Linked DNA regions of Bicyclus anynana: region 2 is linked to region 1. A link is a contact called in public Hi-C data. All regions are on one chromosome and are shown on one strand. Each heading gives the region's core, a stretch centred on a gene start, on an enhancer-like site or on the middle of the called end of the contact. The rest is flanking DNA. Distances are from core to core; before and after follow the strand shown.

Region 1 (6,192 bases), core at 3,595-6,094:
TGCAAGTAGGTTTAGTTTGCAAGATGTGTTAATGCTAGCCACCTCACAATCTAAAAAATCCACGGACCTGCCAAAAAATCCGATAAAACTGTATCAGATCAGTTGTATCGGATGTGCTTCCGTTTGAGCTGCAAACTCATGAGCTTATTGGATGGTCATTGGATAGCCAGTCCAGCCCAGTTTTAATTTGTCAGCAGAGTAATGCAAAATACAATATGCTAAATATTTTTTCTTTATTTCTATATATTATCTACTAATGAATGACAGCGTTAGTAAATAATGTTGCGGTTTTTCATGTCTACTCGTATATCATCTAATTCTTAGAATACATCCTAAAACATCCTGACCTTTACTACTCGCCATGTATAGTTTACTGCAACTAATAAATTCTTAAAAAGCCTTCCATGGCATAAGGTTTATTAAACATTAAACTTGGCGTGTCAGACCTACGAAGCAAAAGGAATATCGAATGCATCCAATTGTAGTGCTGCATGACTTATGAAGAGCTACCACCTCAAAACGACTTTAGGCGGTAAAAATAACCGTAAGAAGCGCATTGGACGTTTCGTGAGGGTAATTGTAATGGGGGCGTTCTACACGCTAACGGTGAAGCCGGGCGGGAGACATCTTATATGTATTTGCCTCTCTAGTAATTTTCCCGTCCGTCCTTGTATATTTAAAGCGGCGTCCGTGCCGCTCTCATGCATATGTCATGAGCGGTTGCCGGGCAACCGTTTGTTGACGGTCGAACCGCGGGAAAGCGACCACTCGACCCACCACCACCGATAATTATCGTTCCACATTCGATATCGACACCCACCACCCAACTGGCCAAGGGATGAGTCGGCGATTAGATTGACGTTTTTCTCCAATAGTCCACACGTAATGGCCTCGTGGCCTGCGATGTCGTTGCCGTATTATGTAATATACAAACTATGTATCTATAACTATAATAAATGGCAGATAGCGTTAAAGCAGTACCGATTCAAATAAATAATGCACGCACGCAAAGTTATAACGATCACTTTGTATCGATGGCGAAGTCATTTTATGGTAGAATCATTAAATTGTACCTATATACCTAGATAGTTGTTAGCAAAAATGTAGCCATACAATATTATTTTAGAAGAAAGCGCTCGCTTTTAAAAGCCTTCCTAGACGCTTCGTCAGATAGATTACTCCAAAGATTTCACAGATGTTTGACTTCGTGATTGATTGCGTGGGAGGCTGCGAGTTTAAGGCTGAACACATATAATCGATGGATAAAAAATCGTTTTCAGTAAGGTTATCTAATATTGAAATAGGTAAACTTGTCAATTCGCGTGAATTTCCCGAAATATTCAGTAGCCAATACTTTATTTGGATTCTATTTTTTATGGGTTGTTTTAACTTTTTTTAAGAACTGCTTGTACTTCGATCTTTGCTTCTGGCCTATTCACAATTCGCTGAAGCTTTTTGTCGTGACACTGATAAATTCAGATTCGCAAAAAAGCTGCAACTACAATGTCTTTTCATTCTTTAATTAAAAAAACGGAGAAGAGAGAAAGCTTAATTCTTAACGTTGGTTTAGACGCAACTGTATCATGTGACTTAGTTACCATCTTACAAAATAAACCACAAAATACGATTTTTACTCAATATCATCAAGTATTATCAAATAAATAAAACAATGTCAAGGATACTAAGCCATAAAATACAATACTGTTTGGTCTCTGAAAATTATATAAAGACATGAATCCAATTGCTACGTGTCATGAAAAATGGATTCCGTACCATAACGGATCTTTAACTTAAGTACGCCGTACCTACGTTCGTATAACATTTCATAAATGCAACTTATACATTTTCCTCGTACCTTTATGTTAGTTAATATGTAATATATATTTGAATTTTACGCAACTCAATAATGCTTTATTTAATTAGTCAAAAGCTAGTGACAAATTCGCCTTATTACGAGGATTTTTTATAAAAGATATTTTTTTAAAAATTGGGTAATGCTACTCATAACATATTTGGAACTCACTAAAACACTGGAGGATGGTTTTTTGAGAGCGAGTGATTTTGTCCTGATCACTTTTGAATTCCTTTTGAACTAGGTTCATGTCACTAATACCTACTTGCACTGACTAGGGGATATGGGATGTTTGTATTCAATAGGTGTGTAGTTTACATGGGACTTTAAATGTGCACTCCGCTAAAAGCACAAGTTTACTAGTAAGCAAACTATGACTCTAAAACTACTGTAGTGTAAATGAAATATTGCTGGCATGCTACCAATATAATAAAACTTTACACACAACAGTTAGTTCCTAATTTCTTTTGAAATTATAAAGAATTGTAGATATACTGTTAACTGACCATGTTACTTCTTTTTGCAACTGTTATTTAGGTTCTGTTTTAGATAGCTTATTTTTTAGTATGTCGTCGATCAGTGGTGTGTAATGGTAGGCGTCCACAGATCCGCATCGTACGTATCGGACGCATCGCATCAAACAGAATGTAAGTAACCTTTGAATATGCAAAAATGCACTGTCTACCATGAGGATTCATTACAAACTGTATTAGACAACGGATTTTACAATTTGTATATATTATGCCTACCCTAATTAAAAACTTTGTGCACACCACTATTATCAATGTAATCGTTCTAAACCACTATCATTATAATACTCCATGGAAGTTCAGATACAGCAATACAATGAGTGGAGACCTTGTTAGGATGACATCATGCTATGGTATCGTAATTATTTTTTTTATTTTTTTCTCTTTTCTTGATGTGTATTTTGTAATAATGTGCTCTTCAAGGCACTGAAGTTTTTCAACACTTCCCAACTCCATGCTGGTGATTTTTACAGATTTTTTAGAAAAAAATTCAAGCAGAATTTTCATACCAAATGCCTTTTCAATTTCAGATTTTTCCTGATTGAAAATTATCTATCTCACCAACTTTGTCCTGCCAAAGTAACAAACGTAACAATAAACCATTAAAGATTGTTTAAGCTATTATTCCAAGAGCTGGCAAAAAGGCTACCGCACCTTAACAAATAACTGGAGCCTGGGTTGGAGAGTCAGTCAGGATTTTTATTATTTCTTTTTATTTTTTATTTGCGAGCATCTAGCAAAGTCAAAGACCAAATTAAATAATATTTTACTCTTTAAAAATGTTCAATATAAAGGTATAAAAATACAGATTGCCTCAAGGATATTTTTTGCAAAAAGAAGTGTGATATTTTTTGCAAAAAAGCCCACTAATCCATTTAAAAAAAATTACATTTGTGGTAATAGGGCATGGGTATAATATGTTACCATGAGCAAATCCACCCTATTTCCGTGGATAGAGAACTGGGTGACAATTCTTACTAAAAGATGGATCGTTGGCACTGGCATGCACTTCATTGAGGCAAAAACACACTGCCTACCAACAATATTTTATACTAGAAATAGAGGGCACTAGTGCATCAAAACTGAGACAGACAAATGTGCATAATTGTCTTAATTTCATTTAGTCGCTTTTTAAAGAACAAATGTTATTTAAACAAATAATACCTAAATATTATCTACAATGTCGAGTTGTGTATGCATGAAGTGTAAAAACTTTATATAAATAAATATATAATGGAATTAAACACAAAATTGTGCATGTGAGCACTCAGTGTTGTAGCTAAATTTGGATCACTGTTTGTAGTGGCATGTACCACTACAAACTACCTATCTATAGATTATAAGTATCATTGCTGCCTACCCAGTACCCTGAGGGACCGATAATGAACCTGTATTGGAGAACAAATTCTACTGATTTTTACTTATTGTGTACACTCTAGTTTAAAACCTAGTGCACCCCTCTAAGTAACCTAGTGCCAATTTAAGTTACTGTTGTGAACTAAGCTAGAACCCAGAGCCGCAAAGCCAGTTTATAAAAAAAAACAATTTAAAATATGTACTATATTGCCAGAGCTCCCAGTATTCCATACTGCCTAAGCATTATATAGAATATACTGGAATATGCAGATTGCCAGTAACATATATATACAAGTGACTTATTGGACATATATGAATAGGAACATTATGTTAAGTACATTACGTACATAATTATGTAGCTTTAAATACTTGTTAGTTACTTATAAATTAATTAATAGGTTGCAAAACAACATAAGTAACCTTTTGCTGTTGCAGTGTTATCAAACATCATGGGTAACATTATTCAGCCTTGTTCTGAGTTTATTGTGGTAATAAGGGTCTCACTTTTTGATTTGTTACAACGAAACGTCAGATAATCGGGTCAATGGTCAGTAGCGCTGTGGAAAATTTAGAAAATCCTATACCTAAAGTTACAACCTTTTCTCTAATGCATAATTCCAAATACCCTTGTTTATAATATTACTGTCAGTTAATTGAACAGTTAAGAGGCTTTGAAACGAAACTGTTATTAAATATAGGGAAAAAAAGATGTGAGGATACGAAAAAATAAGATCGAATGAATGTCACAGGATAACCAAAAAAAACTTTGAATATCGTCTTTTTAGTAATATTACAATACATAATTCGAAGTAATTACCTTTGTAAGTTTTAATCGATTGATTTTCGACGGTTTTAAGTAAAAAATTGCTAGCCGGTGGCCAATATTTAATCAATAACGTGACGTGCACAACAATTTCTACAAATGCAAAATATCAGGTTTAAAAAGCACTTACCGAGTGAGCTTCTTTTTTAACAGGTGTTTTGATATTAAATAATAATGTGCAGAATTATTTATTAACAGTTTTCTCGAAATTACAAATAAAACGAGAATACATAAAACAATAAAAATGGCGGCAATACGAGTGTGAAAAACAGAGAAGAATAGATTATAGAAGATGCTACTTTGATTGTGGTTAAAGCTTAGCTTACACGAGGACGACGCTACTCAATGCCTTTGCCGTCCGAATTTTTCGAATTTCCTTGAATAACAAAAAATACTTATCAACCACCGATTTTGTCAATATTATTCAATAATCTTTATTACTTTTCTTCTTTGCTAGCATATATCTAATACAGAAAATGAATTACATCAAACAATACATTGAATACTTTGATATTTTCAATTATTTTTCATTTACCTACGAAACTTTTTAAGAACTCTTATTGAAATACAATTTTTGGACTTTTTGAAGTGATAACTTTCTATGGGAATTGGGAGGGTACCGCTTCGTAACGTAGCGCGTTATGGTGCAACTCTGTCTGACTTTCTTTTCTCTTACGCATACATAAAACAATTTTTGGCGTACCGAGACGCACACGTTTTTTAATTATTATTTTTAGTTAGAACCTAAAAATTATTGTGGTCAAAGATGTACAATGTACTTAAACTAAAATGCAAACCTAGTGTGTACACAGTATTAATGTCTATAATTTTATTATTTGCTTCTACATTTATTTTCATCTGTAGTAGGCACAAAATTAATAGGCCTCTGAGCTGTTAAGCCTGCTGGTTTAAAAAATAAATGTCAGTCAATGTCAAAGAATTTAGATTTCAATGACATTTTCGTTTTCTGTCAGTGTCATTTCTTTTTTGTAACTGTTGTTAACAAAATATAGACTTTTTGAAATATTTTTAATTTTTTTATTAAATTAAGTTTTAATTTTTCGATAGAAATGCGTAATCTTATGGTAGCTTTGTATTGCAAGTGATATGAGAGATCCGTTTGTATTCATATTTGTTTAAAAAATATTATGCGCGATATTTATTACGTTTGAATATTGAAGAAGAGGAAATGAAAAATGAATAACTCCTCCGATTATTCTACGATCATCTGGTCTGAGCCACATTGCTCTAAAGATGCACTTACGGACACTTACGGCTGGTTTATGCAATTCCTTTTGGCAGTCTTGGCGTTTACATGCCTAATTGGTAAGAAAAGTAGGCATTGCGAAAGGATAACCTTTGAGTCATTGTCAATGTCTTGCGCAGCATTTGCTAATGCTCTAGCTACTCCAAGTTCTGTGGTTCAACTTAGTAATAAAAAAAAATTGTCAATAAAAATTAATGAAATTATATTTTTATCACAAATGACTACAGAATACAATATTTATAACAACAACTATTAAAAAAATAATACTATTTAATATTAAAACTTAATTTATGTTTGCGACTTTACTTAAGACCGTTGTTATAATTTTTTATTTTTTGTTTTTTATTACAAGTTAGCTTTTGAC
Region 2 (6,758 bases), core at 3,871-6,370, 45 kb before region 1:
AACAGAAACTTGCATGTGGGTTTTTCGAACACGCAAAAAGAGGTTGAAATTCCGAAGGGGATAAACTTATATGACAGCTGACGCGAACACCTGTCGCTAGCGCTCGTCGACTCGATCGCTACTATCGTAACCGTGAAACATATTGATGGACACTCCCATGATATGCGGGCGACGGGGGAAAGTATTGGTGTGAAGTCGAGCGCGCGGGGGACAGAGGGAAGCATAAGAGCAACGAATAAAGTCCATATCCATTCTCCTATAAAGAATAGCCCTCCTATAATGAAGTGACATCACTAGAAAAAATCCAAATCAAAAATAGTTTATTTCAAGTACAGGCATACTTTTGAAACATCAAGTTTGACTACTTGTAAAGTCTATACCACCGGTTCGGAAGGTAGGTCCTGGAAATAAGCTCAGGCCCCCTCCTTTTAGGAGTGGGTTGGTTTTACACTTGGACCCTACTCCAATAATGCAGGGTGATCGACTTGGCTTGACTTTCACTTTGAAACATGTTAGTGATAAAGACCGAGATCGACTCGAATCGTTTTTTTTTTTTAAGTTTTTTTTTTTAATAAGCAAGCTCTTAGCTGCAATCACGCCTGATGGTAAGCGATGATGCAGCCTATGGTGGAACGCGCTTCTAGAAGATGCCTATTCACTCTTGACTTAAAAATACTCATATTATAGGTGGTGGGGAAAACTGAAGCTGGGAGAGCATTCCAAATCTTAGCAGTGCGTATAAGGAAAAAAGAACTAAACAGCTTAGTACGCGTCCGAGAAACTCAATCTCATAACCCAACCCAGGACTCGAACCCGAAGCTAATGAAGCGATCTCATTATACTAACCACGAAGTATATATGCTATTAAACTCATAATAATTCGACAGCTGACGGTAGCACCTGTCCGCTAACGTTGACTGCCGCATAAACGCAACCTATGGTATCTCGATGTATAATTAAAAACTACAGGTGCATATTACACATCTTTTTAATGGATATGGTCTCGCGTTTAACTTGTTGGTTAGTTTCGTTTGAACGTGGTATAAAATAAGGCACACATATTCACTCTTGTTTTGATTAAACACAAAGAAACTAAAAACATCGAAATTGGACCAGATTCATAGGAGTTGAATACCTTCTGAAGTTGGTCAATAACACTAAGAAAGTGCAAATACCCTACAAGATTCATTATTTTCTGAAATTCACAAAGCATATTTTTACACGTACCAACAAGGAATCGTACAATTTTAACTTAATAGAGCAAAACACATTGCTTTTATATATCTAACAGTTTTTTAGACGAATTATAGACAGGATTCATAGACAAAAATGACACCATTGTTTGCGACCTTGGGGTTGGCAATAAGGGTGTGACAAGACTACCGGAGTTACTTATTACGAACTAGTTATACGAATATAGCTTAGAAATTAGGGTGTTGATGATGGTGACGATGATGATGATGATGAAGATGACGATGACGACACTGGTAATGGTGATGGTGACGATGACGATGATGATGATAACGATGACGACAATGGTGATGATGATGGTGATGATGATGACGATGACGATAACGATAACGATGACAATGAAGATGATGATGGTGATGATAATGACGATGACGATGAATATGAAGTTGATGATGATGATGATGATGATGATGATGATGATGATGATGATGATGATGATGATGATGATGACGATGGTGATGAGTTACCTGTCGGATGAGGTTAAGCACTTCCCGTACGCCGGCCGCGACGCAGTCCGCCTTGCCCACCAGCTGCACCACGCGCTCCAGACTCTGCGGCGCCGGGTTCGAGAAGATCTTCAGTCGGGCGCCGGTTTTCTGTGTGACAACAGAACATAGGTTCAACAAACCAGTCGAAAGTTTTCGAGCTATCCACAGAATTCGGTCAGTTTCAGCTGTATAAGCAAAAATTGCATATAATGGTGTAACTTTCTAAATTGAAGTAATATTAAAAAGTAATGGGTAATAACGGGATGATTTTAAAGATATTATCACGGATGAATTCGCTGACATCCACTGCTCTGTATACTTAGTTATATAAATACACAAGTCGGGTTAATTACATAATTTATAACTCCAGAACGGTTATATGGATCTGGGAAAAATATTTAGTTAGAAATAATCGTATGTGTATAAATAAGCTACTACGGGATAAGCCCGATATTTCCATAAAACAGAACCTGCGCAGGTGAAACCATCGGACACAGCTAGTTATTTGTAACTTTTAGTTTTCTATTGTTTTAGTAAATAACTTATTTTTTAAGTAATTTAAAAATTGCCATTTTGTCCATACGATCTCTTTGATCTATCTATTATGATTTAAGTAATTTAGCTATCCATTCATTTAAACATACTGAAAGATAATGCACCATCAAAAGAGTCAAATTCCACTCCAAAATATTTTAAACTTTTTTATTTATATTTAGCACTCAATCTTTGTAACTTTAGTTCAGCCCTCTTTAAAATCAATAGCTTCGTTTTGTTAAAGAGGAAAATATTTTTTGATTCTTAACTTATTTTCTACAGTGATTTAGTCTTTTTTTATATGACTGTCTGTAATAATACTGTAACTAATGAAAATCTTTGTTTGTTTGTTTGTTAACTCTTTCACGTTTCAACTTCAACAGTAGCGCTTCTCTGTAATGATATTTTTTATAACTCGACAGTGCGAGTTTCGAATTCATCGCTATCTCTGTCTATCGTGTAGAGAGATATAGACAAATTCGATATTCACACTGTCGAGTTATAAACCATTGTTACAGAATATTATTCCAGTCATCGAGATGTTATTAAAAATTGAGATATAGAAATGTTCACTTAAAAGCTGTCCACATTTTGTGTTTTGGCAAATATCAAATATCCAATCCTTCCAAATCCAAATAAATATAATCTGTTCTGTATCAAGCCCGATCGGCATGCAATATATATATTTTTTTCTGTTTTAGGATAGTTAAAGAAAATTAAAAGTTCATAATTAAAGCTTCAAATTCATAATTAATTCACAGCAGAATCAACCTTAGGAGGGCTAACATGTTTTGCAATGCGATTACTTGAAAAGTCAACAAAAGTTGCTTTTGGCACTCATTTAGTGAGGACGTTTTATGGTCGCTGATTATGAGTTAATTTTTTTATAACAGATTCCAATGGCTCCAGATCGGTATACCACATATTGTCAGATGTACAAAAAAATATCAGGTAGGTTACCATAATCCAGGAAAAATGTTCTGTTTTAAATTTAAAAATAGAAAACAACGTTTGCAGGTGAATGAGTAACTTAGTCGTCAATTAGACGTAATTATGATGGTAAGTAAGCAGATTTAAATAATATAGTCCAAAAAGAATACTCCTAAAAGCATTTTTTTATGTTTGTGAAAATTCACATTAGAAAATGCTTGAAAAAGCTACTAAAAGTACAATTTGTACTTCTATGTTAATACAAAATTAAAGTAAGTAAAGGAAAAAATTATTGGTAATAGAAACTCAAAAGAGTTAAATTAATAAATTCAAATAGAATTAATCCGTTATTTTTATAGCAGAGAAAATATTTTTTAAGCCAATGATAACAATTACGCAAACAATTAAATAAACGCAAAAATATTTTACCTATAGATTTTTTTATAAAGGAGGACACTATTAGGTACTAAAATAAAAACTGTAATTAGATTGTCTCTAAACAAATAAAAATCCAATGCGCCAAAGGGTGTTGCCATCCAATTTATTACAAAGCAAAGACATCGTAAAAAACGGTCCTATATTGCGTCGGGTTTATTATAGGAAAACTTTATAGTGACTCATAAAATTTTACTGCAGGCAACACGGAAAGATTAGAAATATTAGTAGTGTTGATCGATTCCTAATTAACGAATGTATGACGTCATTAACTTGACTTTCACGCCACTACTATCCACATTTTGTACATACGAATACTAAAAGGATACCTTACCGATTTAACTGACTTATCAGCGTCCAATCTACACTAAGGCTAGCAAGCTTTTTGGATCGTAGTTTCCTTTTGTCGCTCAAAGAAAGAAACTAAGAAAATATTTTGGGATATTTTAACTTGGTTATTAGTGAAGAATTTTTTTTGTCTGTTCTTTCTGCTTTGAAGGGTCAGGATTTTCAACACGGGCCAAGTAACAAATCTGTAGGTTCATATTGTGTTATTAGGTTCCATTTCTTTATTCTAATTGAAAATTATAACCTACAGTTGAACGTCAACTACGGGCAGTACCTTTGTCATGTCTGTCTGTACGTCACTTACACTATTGTAAAGAAACAGTACAATATCAACTAACAATAGAATGGGATGAAGCGGACAGAAGGTATATCCAAAAGTTACAATCTAAATTATATCTATTTTATACGCTCTATCAAGCGTGATTTTGGTTTAGATCTAGCCTAGCTAGCATAAAAAAATATTTTCTAATACCACTTGAGCCAGAGAGTTGTCAGGTAAAAACAACAGTAAAATTTCATACGTCCTATATTACTGACGCAAAGAGAATTAGCATAGAACACGAGGAAACCTTTAGGGTTAATAAATGATTCACCAGTTGAAGAATGACGTAAAGGGCGGCTGAAACGTATTCAGCCTCCGAGTAGTCAATTTAAACGCGCATACACCGTAAGGGTAACCGGTTAATGCATAAATAATTATTAATCGGCGATACGAGAGGGCTTTTGTGTATCCGCCGTGCGGTGACGTTTGGGGGCGGCGGGCGCGCACGCGCGGCCGCATCGATCCGCGCACGTGGCGCGCCCAGACACGCACAAACAGCTCGGCCACTGACACCGAACACGGCACTCCAACAAAAAAAATTACGTTACGTAACGATTACTGTGCCAAATGCTCCAATTTATTTTAAAAAAAAAATCACAACCAACCTCATTATAGATAGGCGATTTAAAAAATTTCTACACAAGTCACTGTTCATGTTAAATGATTCCATGTAATAAAAGCACTCGCGGAAACCGACGGGTCGTGAGCTAGCGATCAAAGTATCGAAAGGTCGGTAGCGGACGACCGTCTCCGAAGACGGTCGCGGCTGGAATAACTTCGGGAGCACCGGCGGTGGCGAGTGGCGTGCAACACCTGAACCCCGCCCGCCCCGCGCCCTCCCCGCAGGCTGCACTTGTAGGGCTGCGCCACCCCGCGCGCCACGCCTACGCCAGCGCCACTGAACCGCCACACGGCAACTTCAGCCTTACCTTCCCTTAAAGCTACTTGTCAGTCAAACATATTGACGACAGAGCCGAGACGAACCATTAGCCGGCCTAGTCATTATTCTAGTCATTAATTGCTTCAAATCAGAAAATGGTAGTATAAAACTGCAAATATTACGAAAAATAGTTCTCAAAGCATAAAACTGTAGTCTTGATTAGACTAATTTCTCGAGGGTGAACAGAACAGTCACTGAGCCACACGGCAACTTCAGCCTTACCTTACCGTGGAGCTACTCGTAGTTGTCAGTCAAACTTATTGACGACAGAGCCGAAAAGAATCATTCGCCGGCCCATCAATTGATTCTTCTCATCAACTTGTAATCTAGCACAAATAGCTCTAAATCAAAAAATCTGTGCAACACCTTTTGGTAATACAAAACTGCAAATATTGCGAAAATTAGTTCTCAAAGCATAAAACTGTAACAAAGCATACTCGTAAATGTTGTCTTAGATTAGGCTGATTTCTCGAGGTTCACCCTGTCAGAGCCGAGACGAACCTTTCGCTGGCTCATCAACTTGTAATCTAGCACAAATTGCTTTAAACCAAAAAAACCTATGGAACGTCTTCAGTAATTCAAAACCGCAAATAATGCGAAAATTAGTTCTCAAAACAAACAACCGTAGTTGTCTTAGGTTAGGCTGACTTCTCGAGGGTTAAATGAACCGCCTATGTTAGTGGGTCGATAGTAGCTTCACCAGCAGCGGCGAAGCCTTACCGAGGCGGCTCGGTCGGAAACGGAAGCGGGCTCGCGTGCCCGAGCCTCTAATTGCCAGTGTCACCGCGACATCGCCTGTAATTACGGCGACATATGTGACCGGTTCAAATTACACCTTCACCGCTGACGGGAATTTTATTACAATTGTAATGGCCACCAAATGTGGCCATACGCTACGTGATGATTCTCAATTCTTGCGTCATTACGTACGAGTATTAAACGTTCTATCCGTGACATGCCTTGGTTTGCCTGAAATAAATCATGTGCACACCATTGGCAACTGTGGAATTATATCTTTAGAAATAGCACGTTATGAAGATGTAGACCGGCAATTAAGTATAAAGCTCAATTTTCCTGTACTTATTCAATGGTCGGAACAGGCTGAGAAATTTTTCTAAAATTCTTAGTTCTCTGACCAAATAGCCAGTCTGCCAATCTGTACATTGTATGTAACCTACTATTTTAAGTAAATAAAACAGAACTTGTTTGTATTACTCTGTGCAGTTCAATAAAACTGCATTTATTCATGCGTTTCCTACCAAGCTCGTATCTGGCATAACTGATTTCCTGAATGTCTTATTAGGTTGACCTATTTATGGCAACAAACAGTGATATTATTATACAAATAATAGACAAAAATATATTGTGAAATAAAAAAATCCTACCAGACGCCGCCGTCATTGAAATCCATATCCACACATGCTGTTATTACATACATTTTTACTCCGAAACAATATGTTCAACATTGCTACACAGTAAGAGTATTGACTCATCTAAAGATTCAAGACAT

Evidence for each region. A called contact is a pair of places that touch in the nucleus more often than the background predicts.
Region 2: a contact with region 1 is called in a Hi-C map of whole larva, with 4 times the contacts expected there. The contact joins the enhancer-like site here to the promoter of LOC112058008 in region 1. A contact is called at or near these places in 2 of 2 Hi-C or Micro-C datasets (whole body and whole larva).

What each region holds. Positions count from the first base shown.
Region 1 is chr20:10,408,607-10,414,798 of ilBicAnyn1.1, reverse strand. It overlaps LOC112058008 (heterogeneous nuclear ribonucleoprotein K), which reads right to left and starts at 4,844. Exons shown (of 12, transcript XM_024098655.2): 1 at 4,692-4,844. LOC112058023 (store-operated calcium entry regulator STIMATE) reads left to right here and starts at 5,534. Exons shown (of 6, transcript XM_024098681.2): 1 at 5,534-5,887. The coding sequence starts at 5,758.
Region 2 is chr20:10,453,408-10,460,165 of ilBicAnyn1.1, reverse strand. It overlaps LOC112058008 (heterogeneous nuclear ribonucleoprotein K), which reads right to left. Exons shown (of 12, transcript XM_024098655.2): 8 at 1,719-1,847. Among protein-coding and RNA genes, the nearest start is that of LOC112058024, 16 kb to the left of the region's middle. Within about 2 kb of position 5,120, at least 8 of the 8 cell types and tissues checked have open chromatin away from gene starts, as enhancers often do.